2 separate regions of the Triticum aestivum genome follow, and region 2 is linked to region 1. The links are chromatin contacts, called in public Hi-C maps. All regions are on one chromosome and are shown on one strand. Each heading gives the region's core, a stretch centred on a gene start, on an enhancer-like site or on the middle of the called end of the contact. The rest is flanking DNA. Distances are from core to core; before and after follow the strand shown.

Region 1 (6,151 bases), core at 1,614-4,113:
CTTCCCTTGTCCTACTCCAACAAGGAAAGGAGGAGTCCTACTCCTGGTGGGAGTAGGACTCCCCCCTTGGCACGCCCTCCTTGGCCGTCCGCCTCTCCCCCCTTGCTCCTTTATATACGGGGGCAGGGGGCACCTCTAGACACAACAATTGATCATTGATCTTTTAGCCGTGTGCGGTGCCCCCCTCCACCATAATCCACCTCGGTCATATCGTAGCGGTGCTTAGGCGAAGCCCTGCGTCGGTAGCATCATCATTACCGTCATCATGCCGTTGTGCTGACGGAACTCTCCCTCGAAGCTCTGCTGGATCGGAGTTCGTGGGACATCATCGAGCTAAACGTGTGCTGAACTCGGAGGTGTCGTGCGTTCGGTACTTGGATCGGTCGGATCGTGAAGACGTACGACTACATCAACCGCGTTGTTCTAACGCTTGCATCACCATGATCTTGCATGTGCGTAGGATTTTTTTTGAAATTACTACGTTCCCCAAGACCTCCCGCGTTAGCCAAAACGCCGACACAAGCAGCGTTGGTTGCTCCTCCGCCATGGCGTCATTGAAGTCGGCATATCGTCCTTGCACACCTCCAGCAAGCTAGCTAGCCTGTAATCGTTGCGCACGACGGGCTTGCCAGCAGGACTCAAGGCCGGCCATCTCCTACTTATGCTTTGTCGAGAGGTTCTCCCACATCGCTCTAGAGTTGGCGGTCACGGCGAACGTGGTGCGAAGGGGGTCATGTCTGGCGAGGATGTAACGGTTAAATAGTGAGTGTCGGGAACATCAAGCGATGGGCCGTGTCAATGCAAGCGCCAGAGTGGATTCCTCGGCTGCCATGCCTGTTTAATGTTGGCTGGTGAACGGATGAGAGTTGGTTTGAATGCGGTACACAGCCGTCCAATCCCATTCAATCAAGCGTCTTCGGAATTGGAACGAGCGTGGAGACCCGGCAGTGCTCTTGGTCGGCGTGCCGATTCAATACCGGCTCCAATGAGAGGTTTGCGTCACTCTGGGCCAATATGAGTGTGGTGCTGGCGCTCTGGAGTAGCACTGGCGGGCTTGAATGCGCGGCAACCACTTTGCCATGAAGAGGGCATGGGCGTGTGAGAGGTTTTTGGGTGGGTCCAGGTTGTTGGTCGTGTATGATAGCAGTCGAGACGCTCGCAAAGCCTCCCCTGGTTTTGCATAAAGTGTGTGGGATTTCAGATATCCGAACTAGTCTGCGGACAATGAAATACCTAGTTAGATGGAAAATTGTGTCTGACAAGTACGTTCGGACGTATGCGGGAGTTCTGAGGGTCCATGTTGAAGATCGCCTAACGACATTTTCAATGTGGACCCTCACACCTCCCCATCCGTCTAGACCATGTGGTACATATGTGTTTTATCATTCAACACGGTACCGCATTCATCCGCGGAGCGGTCTAGATGTCCTTTTTCTAAACTGGGGCTTTGCGGGCATCAGACACGTACACGTCCTTTGTCACGTACAACCCGCTGAGCCAATGCACTCCCTTTTTTGCATGATAATACATGTCTCATTTATATCATAAGTATCATAGTACAAGCCATGTAGACACCAACCTAGTAAAACTGAACAAATAGCAGAACGCTAGCCTTTACACAAAGGAACATCAACCAAGAAGTAAAATTACAACAAGACCGAAGAAACCTCTAGGCTTGACACCAACGCCCGTCACCTGCCTGTATCACCACCACCGCACCCATCAAAGTAAAAAAATATGACGTATCACCTTCACACCCGAGCTCGATGCGGCTCCATCGTTGATTTGCAGCTTTGCGGAACTTCAAGGTGGCTCGCCAAAGGCAAAATCACTACCGTTGAACGAATCAGACCAGGGCAACACCCCGGACACGCCATTGAACTTCAGATCTGACACCCTCACATGACTAAGGATTCGGAGAGGAAACCATATATGTCATCCACGTACCACGAACCCAGCATACGATCCACCACCTTCCAGATGCCACCGATGCAGACCACAGTCTACATCCGCTCCCGGACTAGCTCGCAAACTCCGCGCCGGCGCCGGAGCAGACGGCGTCGCAACGGCAGAGCCTGAGGACACAAGTCCACCACAAGGATGCGACCACCACCGCACCATCTTTGCTTGAACAGACTGGATTCCAGACCCTTCCTCAATCATAGGACACATCGCCTCGTCAGAGTAGGATCTGAAGAAATTTTATCCAGCGCAGCCATCACCGCAGTCGAAGCCAAGACGATGAATATGCTAAAAACTAAAGTTGTTTTAGCCTAAAACTATCCACACGCCTGTATCCGGCGACCCTCCTTACCACCGCTCACCGGCCGAGGTCGTCAGCGCAGGGGAGCCGCCGAAGGACGGCGCTGGAAGGCTGGCTCTCCTTGCGGCGCGGCGCTAGGGTTCTAGTCGCCCTAGACGAAAGGAAAAGACGTCCGTGGATAAGATCCGCTCCCTACGACGCGCAGGTACAGTGCCCGACCGCCCGTACCGTAGGTCCGTGGCGTGGACGACATGTTTTCGCCGTCGCCGTGCGTGCTCAAGTCTCGGCTACAGCACACAGTACCCCGATCCCATCGCCTCACAGAAACGCGCCACATCGGCGGCAGGGCGAGGGCGAGGGACCCACCCTCCGGCGAAGTGGACGTGGGGGCAACGCCAACGGGCGCCGCTGAGTGCTGACCGGGAGGGAGGGAGCCGGTCGCGGCTGCTTCCGCGTTGCTCCCCACGAGGCCCAGCCGAACGCGCACGCGGGAAAAAACCGTCGCGCCCCTCCCTCCAACCCAACGATATTTTAAGCAACTCGATCCACACCTCCTCTCTCGTTCTTCCTGGTCGCAACCGCCAAACTCACAAAGCAAAAGGAGACACGAATAAACAAACTGCCCATTTTTTCCGGCTAAAATACAACGAGGGCAGGAGACTTGAACGCACGCAGAGGCTGGGGGTGGGGTGAGGTGAGGTGAGCGGCAGCAGCAGGAGTAGGAAGAAGAGGAACGGGAGGGAGGAGAAAGTCAAAGCCTCGTGCCGTGGTGCTCCCGAGATCCTTCTCACCGCCTTCTTCCTCTTCATATCCTTCTCCGCCTACTCCTCCCCCTCCACCCTCCCCCTCCTCTGCTCTTAACCGCCGCCTTGTACGCCACCGCCTCCTCTCGCCTTGCCTCGTCCTCACCCACTGCTCGGCGCCGTCGTCGTTGTTTATCACCGGGAGGGAGCCAGGCTCGATCGATCAATCCTCCTCGGCGCCGCTATCTATCTTATCTGCAAGGTGATTCTTGCGCTCTCGCGCTGTCTTCTTCCTTCCAGCTCCGGACTCTGTTTCTTTTGGGGTTTGATGGGTTTGGTTCGGTGGATTGGCCGTCTTTGAGACGCCGTCTTAGATCGGGATTCATCTCATGGCCGTCTTTGCTTCTTTCTTAGATCTTTAGGGGAGAACGGGGACAAGTTTTCATGGCTCTTGAGTCCAAATCCAACTTATTTTGGGTGCAATTCGCCATATATAACAATCAATTTCCTTTGCTCTGTGTCCAAATCCAGCTTCATTTCCGAATGGGTTGGCTGATTAGGATATATTTCTGATCTTCAACGGGGATTAGCTGGTCCAGCGGTTGTGTTAGGTGCCTGTTTCTTTCAAAGAGATAGGGCCAAGTTTACTTGCGACCATCAAGAGGAATGTTTCATTTCTTTAAAATGATCAGCAAATGGGAGGGATGGCTTCTCTACTAAACTAAAGCCTTGGTCTGCTTCAAATTTTCCGTATTATCTTGCCCGTGCCATACGGGATAATCATAACCTAGTGGCTAGGTAGTTAAACAAAACGGTAGTTCAGCTTCAGCTTTCTCTTATAGAATTTGGATTCCAATAATTAAAAGCAAAACTGTTGTTCAATTTGTCTTTTAAAATTTGTGTCTTGCTGTTCACACCAATAATTGATACTTGGGTCAGCGATCACTAAGTTAGTGTGTTGCTTATAGGCCTCTGTTTTGGATTCATCTATTGTTGCATTGCAGGTATGTAGTAATTCATATCTGACAGCCTGCTACATATATTTCTTGCAGAAATTCCTTCTAGTTTGTTGTCAACATGGATTGCTGCTTTATGTTCGGACGGAGATCTCAACATGCTGTTGAAGGCGATGAGGGTAAGCATCTTTTGCACATATTTGCCTGGTCCCTTCCATGCTCAAACAATTCTCCGTTCTTATACCCTTTCTTCTCTTGTTGTTTCTTTGTATCAGGTGAACATAGTGTGAGGGTCTTTTCTTACAACGAGTTGAGAAAGGCAACTCAAGACTTCAGTGGGGCAAACAAGATTGGAGAGGGTGGTTTTGGTTCCGTATTCAGGGTAATTACGCACAGGTTACTGACCACTTCGTCAATGCCTAAAGGTCAACATTATCAAACACCTTTTGCTAACATTTCATTTTGCTTCACCAGGGAATGCTCAAAGACGGCACACTAATCGCAGTGAAGGTTCTGTCAGCCACTTCAAGGCAAGGCGTCCGAGAGTTCTTGACTGAACTTACAGCAATTTCAGACATCAAGCATGAAAACCTCGTCACGCTTGTCGGCTGCTGTGCTGAAGGGTCCCATAGGATCCTCGTTTACAATTATCTTGAGAAAAACAGCCTTTCACAGACATTGCTAGGTACTAACACTTTGTCCTACCGAGCATTTCTGCTGTTCGTCGATTCCTTCAATGCTTGTCGTATTTACAGATGTTCTGCATGTGCTATTGCAGGGTCTGGCTACAGCAGCATCCAGTTCAACTGGAGGGCTCGTGTCAAAATTGCCGTGGGAGTTGCCCGTGGACTTGCATTTCTTCATGAGGAAATCCGTCCTCACATTATCCACCGCGACATAAAAGCGAGCAACATTCTTCTCGACAAGGACCTGACCCCGAAAATTTCTGATTTTGGATTGGCGAGGCTTCTTCCTGCCAATGCAACTCATGTTAGCACCCGGGTGGCAGGCACATTGTAAGCATAACCCATCCCCTGATTTGACAAACTTCTTTCACATATTGTACTTTCTGTTCTGACTAGTAATTGCACTTCCTTTCAGAGGATACTTGGCTCCAGAATATGCTATCCGAGGTCAAGTGACTAAGAAGTCTGACATCTATAGTTATGGGGTTCTTCTCTTGGAAATTGTCAGTGGCAGATGTAACACCAACACAAGATTGCCTTGTGAAGATCAATTCCTCCTTGAGAAGGTAAGCTCTCCTTATTTGCAAATAGCGTTTATTGACAACCTGAATACAAAATGGTGTCAGTTGCATACCGAAGCAACTATACCATAAGTTCACTGAGCAAACGTTCAAAGAATAATGCTGAATTTGACAAATTCTGCTGCACCTTTTCTACAGACATGGGCATTCTACGAGCAAGAGCGTCTAGAAGAGATCATAGATGCCGACATAGACGAAGACCAGGAGATCGAGGAGGCATGCCGGTTCCTGAAGATCGGCCTGCTGTGCACACAGGACGCAATGGCACGCCGTCCCCACATGCCCACCGTCGTGAGGATGCTCACGGGAAGCAAGAGCATCTCCATGGAGAAGATCACCAGGCCAGCCATGATCACCGACTTTGCGGAGCTCAAGGTCAGCACCAAGCCGCACGGAGCGAACCAGGCACGGTCCAACACATCGAGATCCTTCTCCACCACGGAGATATCGGAGCCCTTCTCGTCGTCGGAGAATCACACACAGACATCTGTATGAGGAGCTGGACAGGAAATTAGCGCCGTTCGATTTGTACATTGTCGTGGTGATAGATATGCCTGCAATTTTTGGAGGATATATTGCTTTGTTTTTTGTTTTTTTTCCTTTTTTGATTCCACGAGGAAGGGTTGGGTTAATGGGGCAACCTGTCGTTTGCTTGTTGTGTAGTACGATGTGAATATCTGGAGATGGAGATGATCAAGATAGGCTCTTGCAAGATAGTACGATTCACATCTCTTGCTTTGTATGCTTCACATCTCTGAACCACTACTGTGTCGGCCTGCTGGTCTGGATGGATCTCTAAAGGCCAGGCATGATCTCGAGGAGGCATGGTGTGTTCTGAACAATTTGGAATGGACAAAGCCTCCACCAAATTCATCTCCCAAAACGCTATCTTCAATCTCATCCAGAAACGGGCTGCGGTTCT
Region 2 (6,151 bases), core at 1,689-4,188, 140 kb before region 1:
ACCCTACCCGTTAAGTCATGGGTAGGGCACGGGTATAGCCTTGTACCCATAGATATACCCACACCCTTGATGGGGAACGATGCATAAAAATCAAAAAAAAATCCTACGAAACATCCAAGATCTAATCTACGAAATAGTGAACATTAAGTGTGCGACTCTACGGTTTCGAGAATCATGTAGACATAACCGAGACTCCTCTCCGGTCAATAACCAATAGCGGACCTGGATGCCCATATTGGTTCCCACATTTTCCGCGAAGATATTTATCAGTTGAACCACGATGTCAAGGATTTAGTTAATCTCGTATACAATTCCCTTTGTCCGGCAATATGTTACTTGCCCGAGATTCAATCATCAGTATCTCCATACCTAGTTCAATCTCATTACCAGCAAGTCTCTTTACTCGTTTCATAATACAAGATCCCATGAGTAAACTCATTAGTCACATGCTTGCAAGCTTCTTGTGATGTTGTATTATCGAGAGGCCCAGAGATATCTCTCCGTCATATAGAGTGACAAATCCCAGTCTTGATCCGTGCCAACCCAACAAACACCTTCGGAGATACCTGTAGAGCACCTTTATGATCACCCAGTTACGAAGTGATGTTTGGATACACACTAAGTATTCTCCGGTGTCAGGGAGTTGCACGATCTCATGGTCTAAGGAACATATACTTGAAATAATGAAAGTTGTAGGAAAAACTAGGTGAAACGATCATATGCTAAGCTTATGGTTGGGTCTTGTCCATCACATCATTCTCCTAATGATGTGATCCCATTATCAAATGACGACTCATGTCTATGGTTAGGAAACCTTAACCATCTTTGGTCAACGAGCTAGTCTAGTAGAGGCTCACTACGGACACGGTTTATGTATCCACACATGTATTGAAGTTTTCGGTCAATACAATTCTAGAATGAATAATAAACATTTATCATGAAGGGAAATATGAGAATAATCAATTTATTATTGGCTCTAGGACATATTTCCAATAATCTCCCACTTGCACTAGAGTCAATAATCTAGTTCACATTGCTATGCGATTAACACTCAATGAGTTCTGGGGTTTGATCATGTTTTGCTTGTGAGAGATGTTTTAGTCAACAGGTCTGCAACATTAAGATCTTTGTGTGCTTTGCAAATCTCTATGTCATACTGTAGATGCTGCTACCACGCTCCACTTGGAGGTATTCCAAATGACTGCTCCACTATACGTATCTGGTTTGCAACTCAGAGTCACCCGGATCGGTGTCAAGGCTTGCATCGACGTAACCCTTTACGACAAACTCTTTATCACCTTCATAACCAAGAAATATTTTCTTAGTCCTCTTTAGGTACCTAAGGATAATTTTGACCGCTGTCTAGTGATCCACTCCCGGATCACTTTTGTACCCCTTGCCAGACTCATGGCAAGGCACAAATCAGGTATGGTACACAGCATGACATACATTATAGAGCCTATGGCTGAGGCATAGGGGACGACCTTCATCCTTTCTCTTTCTTCTGCAGTTGTCGAGTTTGAGTTTTACTCAGCTTCACACCTTACAATACAGGAAAGAACTCCTTCTTTGCCTGATCCATTTTGAACTCCTTCAAAATCTTGTTAAAGTATGTGCTCTGTGAAAATCTTATCAGGCATATTGATCTATCTCTATAGATCTCGATGCCCAATATGTAAGCAGGTTTACCTAGGGCTTCCTTTGAAAAACTCTTTTCAAACAACTCTTTATGCTTTTCAGAAATTCTGCATAATTTCCAATTAACAATATGTCATCGACATATAGTATTAGAAATGCTACAGAGCTCCCACTCACTTTCTTGTAAATATAAACTTCTCGGTAAGTTTGTATAAAACCAAGAGCTTTGATCATCTCATCAAAGCGTATATTCCAACTCCGAGATGCTTGCACCAGTCCATAAATGGATCGCTGGAGCTTGCATACCTTTTTAGCATCCTTAGGATCGACAAAACCTTCCGGTTGCATCATATACAACTCTTCCTTAAGAAACCCGTTAAGGAACACTGTTTTGACATCCATCTGCCAGATTTCATAATCGTAAAATGCGGCAATTACTAACATAATTCTAACAGAGTTAAGTATCGCTACGGGTGAGAAAGTCTCATCGTAGTCAACCCCTTGAACGTAGCTCAGCTCCGCGCCATTGTTCGCAACATCACCTCCGAGACAAGCTTCTGCAACAACATTGTTGTCGGGCGGTGGCGAACGACGACTGTGCTAATGCGCGACGCTGCTGAAGATGTTGTTGTCATTTTTGTAACAAGGGTCTTGTTGCAAGAACGTAGAGAAGAGGACGAAAATGCTTTGTCATGTTGCAACGGAGGTTTTGCAACAAGTGTCTTGTTGCGGAAAATTGGGGAAGAGGTTTTGCAACATGGGCCTTGTCGCGGAAAATTGAAGAAGATGAGGTTTTACAACAAGGGTATTGTTGCAGAAAATTAGAGAAGGGGAACGGATGGTTCGCATCACACGATCGGATGGATTGCGACCCGGCCAATCTTTTACAAAGATGAGCCGACACACGCGTAACACACCTCATACATTATTACTTGAAAAAATTACGCCATATTTAAGTGATGCATCAGGGTAATATTAGCTCCAGACGCGCCACTGCTTTTACATCCTTCCATGCTCCCAAAATCTCAATCCAAAAGGAAAACGCGTTAACGTGGGAGCAGGGTCGATCGAAATCCCTTCGGTCATGTCCTAGCTAGGGCTAGAATCAGGCAACCGGCAGGCGGCAGTGGATGGATTCACTCTGACACTCCCCGTACGTGACCGGCGGCGGCGGCGGCGCGCCAGGAGGTCCCAGAGCCAGCGGCGCGCTCGTCTGGAGCGGTGCTCGTCTGCGGTGCGCACATGCGTCCCGATTGGATCCCTGGATGACGCGCGAGTCCACCACCGAACGCACGCAGCAACGTTGCGCACGCGCGCACGCGACGGCGACGCGCGCGCGGCCAGTCCCGTCGCCATCCGTCCATGGATCGGCCGTACAGCGGCCTGGCTGGCCTTTTGTCGCCGTGTCCGCGTGGCGTGGGAACGCCTGCGCCCCCAAGGTCAAGCGTCGACCGGCGACTTGTCGCCCCTCCCCAACGGCAGGGCGTTTAATTAATGGTACTACTACCTAGGCCCAGCTGACACTTTTTGAACGGACATGTTACGCAACCACCACATCTGCACATGCAAATACACACACGTAGACTGTATTTATACGGATATTCCCCGCCAAAGAAAATGCCGATATGAACCTACATATACTATATGTTTGTTTGTTTGTTCTGTTCTGACATAGTACATGCATGCATCGAACTCAAGTAGTAGTACTCCTATATGGAACACCGAGACGCTACGAGGACGGTCGCCACCGTGCTTTGTCCGCGGGCCTCCTTTGACCGCGTGTAACTGAAGCTAGCTGCTCACTTTGGTTTTCCTGTCGATGTCTATGATGATCCTGTTATCCATGTTTACTTACGTGTCTCATACTTCCATATGTACCTACCGATGACTTCATAATACACGTAGAGTGCTGCATGGTACCGAACGCGCGTTACATGCAAGGTTTTGAACTTTGAAAGATTTGCGTCTAAAACAAGTTAATCGTAAATTATAGCCTTATCATGGACGATACGGCATGGATCACCAACTTCATTGTACGGTGCGACAAACCGTGCGGGAAAGGTGTCCCTGGTGCAAAGCGCAAAACCGACCTGGGCCAACAGCCATGTGAACGACTTTTATGACTTTGGATTTCTGAGGGTCGAGTATTCAAAGTCACAATATTACTTGCTTGACGTCAAAAAGCAAAAGTCACGGCCTCACCTGTCGTGAAAACTGTTAAGAATAATTAATCCATGTGATTAGTTAGAGAAATCCCTGTTTCCCCACGAGTAGTACCGCACGGCAGTTACTTCCCAATCACGTCTGTGCAAACCAACGCCTCCCAGATGTCTCCCCAATTTGTATATAATATGCGACAATCATCAATAAAAAGAACACTCAATTTATTTTACATCTATGTTGATTCTCTCTTGTTTTCTAATTTCAACATGTTATCAGCACGACGCTCTAACTTCCTGAGCTAATAGGCCTTGATATTCTTACTTGCGAAAAGTTAAATCCTGGTGTACCGTTGCCATACTTCTTCCTCCGTTGCTTTGAATAGGGAGTCAGGTGTTTTTTCTTGGTACCTTAAATCGGGAGTGACTAGTATAGAATCTGATCTCCCAGTGCAAAAATAGAAAAATCAATCCGAGTCATTGGATAAAAGATCAATGTTACAGATTCTCGTGGAGGGGCATGTTCCCACTTGATGTGCATTTCACGAAAAAAAAACCCTACCAACAGCTGGATATAAAACATGACTTTTACAGTAACAACCTCAAGTCACTCACCCATTTCCAAATTAGCATAGCAGATAACCGTAGGATTGTGTCCTTCACTCTTTCATGCATATTTTTTTTCAGGATTGTAGGATTATGTGACACCGTTATAGTCGGTAAATGAATTTGGTTGGTTATTTGCAATGTGTGGCAAATCTTCTGAACTCATGGTTCAGATCTTTGAGTGCGTGGATTTGAGGCAGAAAATGGGTTAAACATTCCACTAATTTCCTGGCATTCTTTATGATACTTGTAATCTCCCCCTAATGCCTAGAAATATTCCGCAATGAATCAACTGACTGGCCATAAAATAACTCCCCATGTGCGGGGTTTGAGGTATTGACGAAAATTGGGTTGCCTCCCAACAAGCGCTTTTCTTTAAAGCATTTTAGCTAGGCAAAGATAATTTCGATGATGCTCACACGAAAGCGGTCTTTTGGCGGGCAACCTCCATGGAGGTGGTTATTTTTAAAAATTCAATAATGACATTTCAGAGTATCAAAAAATTCTGAAAAAAAATTATACACATTCATATGGATGTATTCTGCATGCTTATAAAGTGTGACGACGAAATACATTATGGAGAGAGCTACACAAAAAAAGAAAATCCTGCCTTTCTAATAATGAACAGTGTGTACTGTTCATCAGTTTCAGATCGCGATTTTCTCTTTTTTGTCTAGCTCTCACCATAATATATATCATCTTAAAAATTTACACACATGTAAGATACATCCATATGAACATGTATGATTTTTTTCAGAATTTTTTGGAACTTTAAAATATGTTTTTTGACTTTGTGAAAATAACCACCTCCATGGAGGTCACCCGCCATTGGCATTTTCCGGCATCATATAGCTTGTGAAAAACACATCTAAGTCTAACATATTTCCTATGCATAGGCATCTTATAGGCAAACAAATTATCAAGGCAAGCAAAAACTACCATATGCAAAGAAGAAGAAAGAAATAATAGCAATCTCAACATAACAAGAGGTAATTTAGTAACATGAAAATTTCTACAACCATATTTTCCTCTTTCATAATAATTACATGTAGGATCATAATCAAATTCAACAATATAGCTATCATATAAACTATTTTCAACATGATCCACATGCATGCAAAGTTGACACTCTTCCAAAATAGTGGGATTAACATAAAATAAAGTTATTACTTCTCCAAGCCCACCTTTATCAAAAAATCATAAGATTGATCAATCTCCAAAGTAGTAGGATCATTATTTTCTAAAGTTGACACTCTTCCAAACCCACTTTCAATATTATAGCAAACATATTCATCATGAGGCTTAAATAAATTTTCAAGATCATAACAAGCATTATCACCCGAATCATGATCATTGCAATAAGTAGCGGACATAGAAAAACTAGCATCCCCAAGTGATGAGGACATCAATACCATTGTTACACCCACAGCGCCTGCTACTATACATACTGGACCAATTACTAGAGCTCGAGCACGCCAATTAAATTACCAGGTACTTTCGTTTATTGGTAATGATTCTAATGTTCATGAGAATATGATGCTGCCTAAATTGGATACAATTGTTTTGCTTACAAATGAAGGGCCTAGCTTGGAGAAGGATGAACATTAGAGCAAGAACAAGCATGTAGATAATGGCATGTGCAAGGGAAACAAGAACGGAGTTTCAAGTGATGATTGCAGGACTTTGAAGCCACCGTAATGAGTGCACGAAGTCTTGGACGAAATATACACTATGCCACTTCACAAATT

Evidence for each region. A called contact is a pair of places that touch in the nucleus more often than the background predicts.
Region 2: a Hi-C map of leaf shows a contact between it and region 1, with 6 times the contacts expected there. The contact joins the enhancer-like site here to the promoter of LOC123054589 in region 1. A contact is called at or near these places in 3 of 5 Hi-C or Micro-C datasets (leaf and root) and 1 of 1 datasets of contacts at active chromatin or transcription factors (leaf).

What each region holds. Positions count from the first base shown.
Region 1 is chr2D:571,926,822-571,932,972 of IWGSC CS RefSeq v2.1, reverse strand. LOC123054589 (cold-responsive protein kinase 1) reads left to right here and starts at 2,863. Exons shown (of 7, transcript XM_044478389.1): 1 at 2,863-3,268; 2 at 4,059-4,141; 3 at 4,238-4,358; 4 at 4,437-4,647; 5 at 4,741-4,978; 6 at 5,064-5,214; 7 at 5,368-5,955. The coding sequence starts at 4,440. The coding sequence ends at 5,724.
Region 2 is chr2D:572,065,053-572,071,203 of IWGSC CS RefSeq v2.1, reverse strand. No RefSeq gene overlaps it. Among protein-coding and RNA genes, the nearest start is that of LOC123050059, 23 kb to the left of the region's middle. Within about 2 kb of position 2,938, at least 8 of the 8 cell types and tissues checked have an H3K27ac peak or open chromatin away from gene starts, as enhancers often do. A contact at or near this core is called in leaf and root, where this site is marked.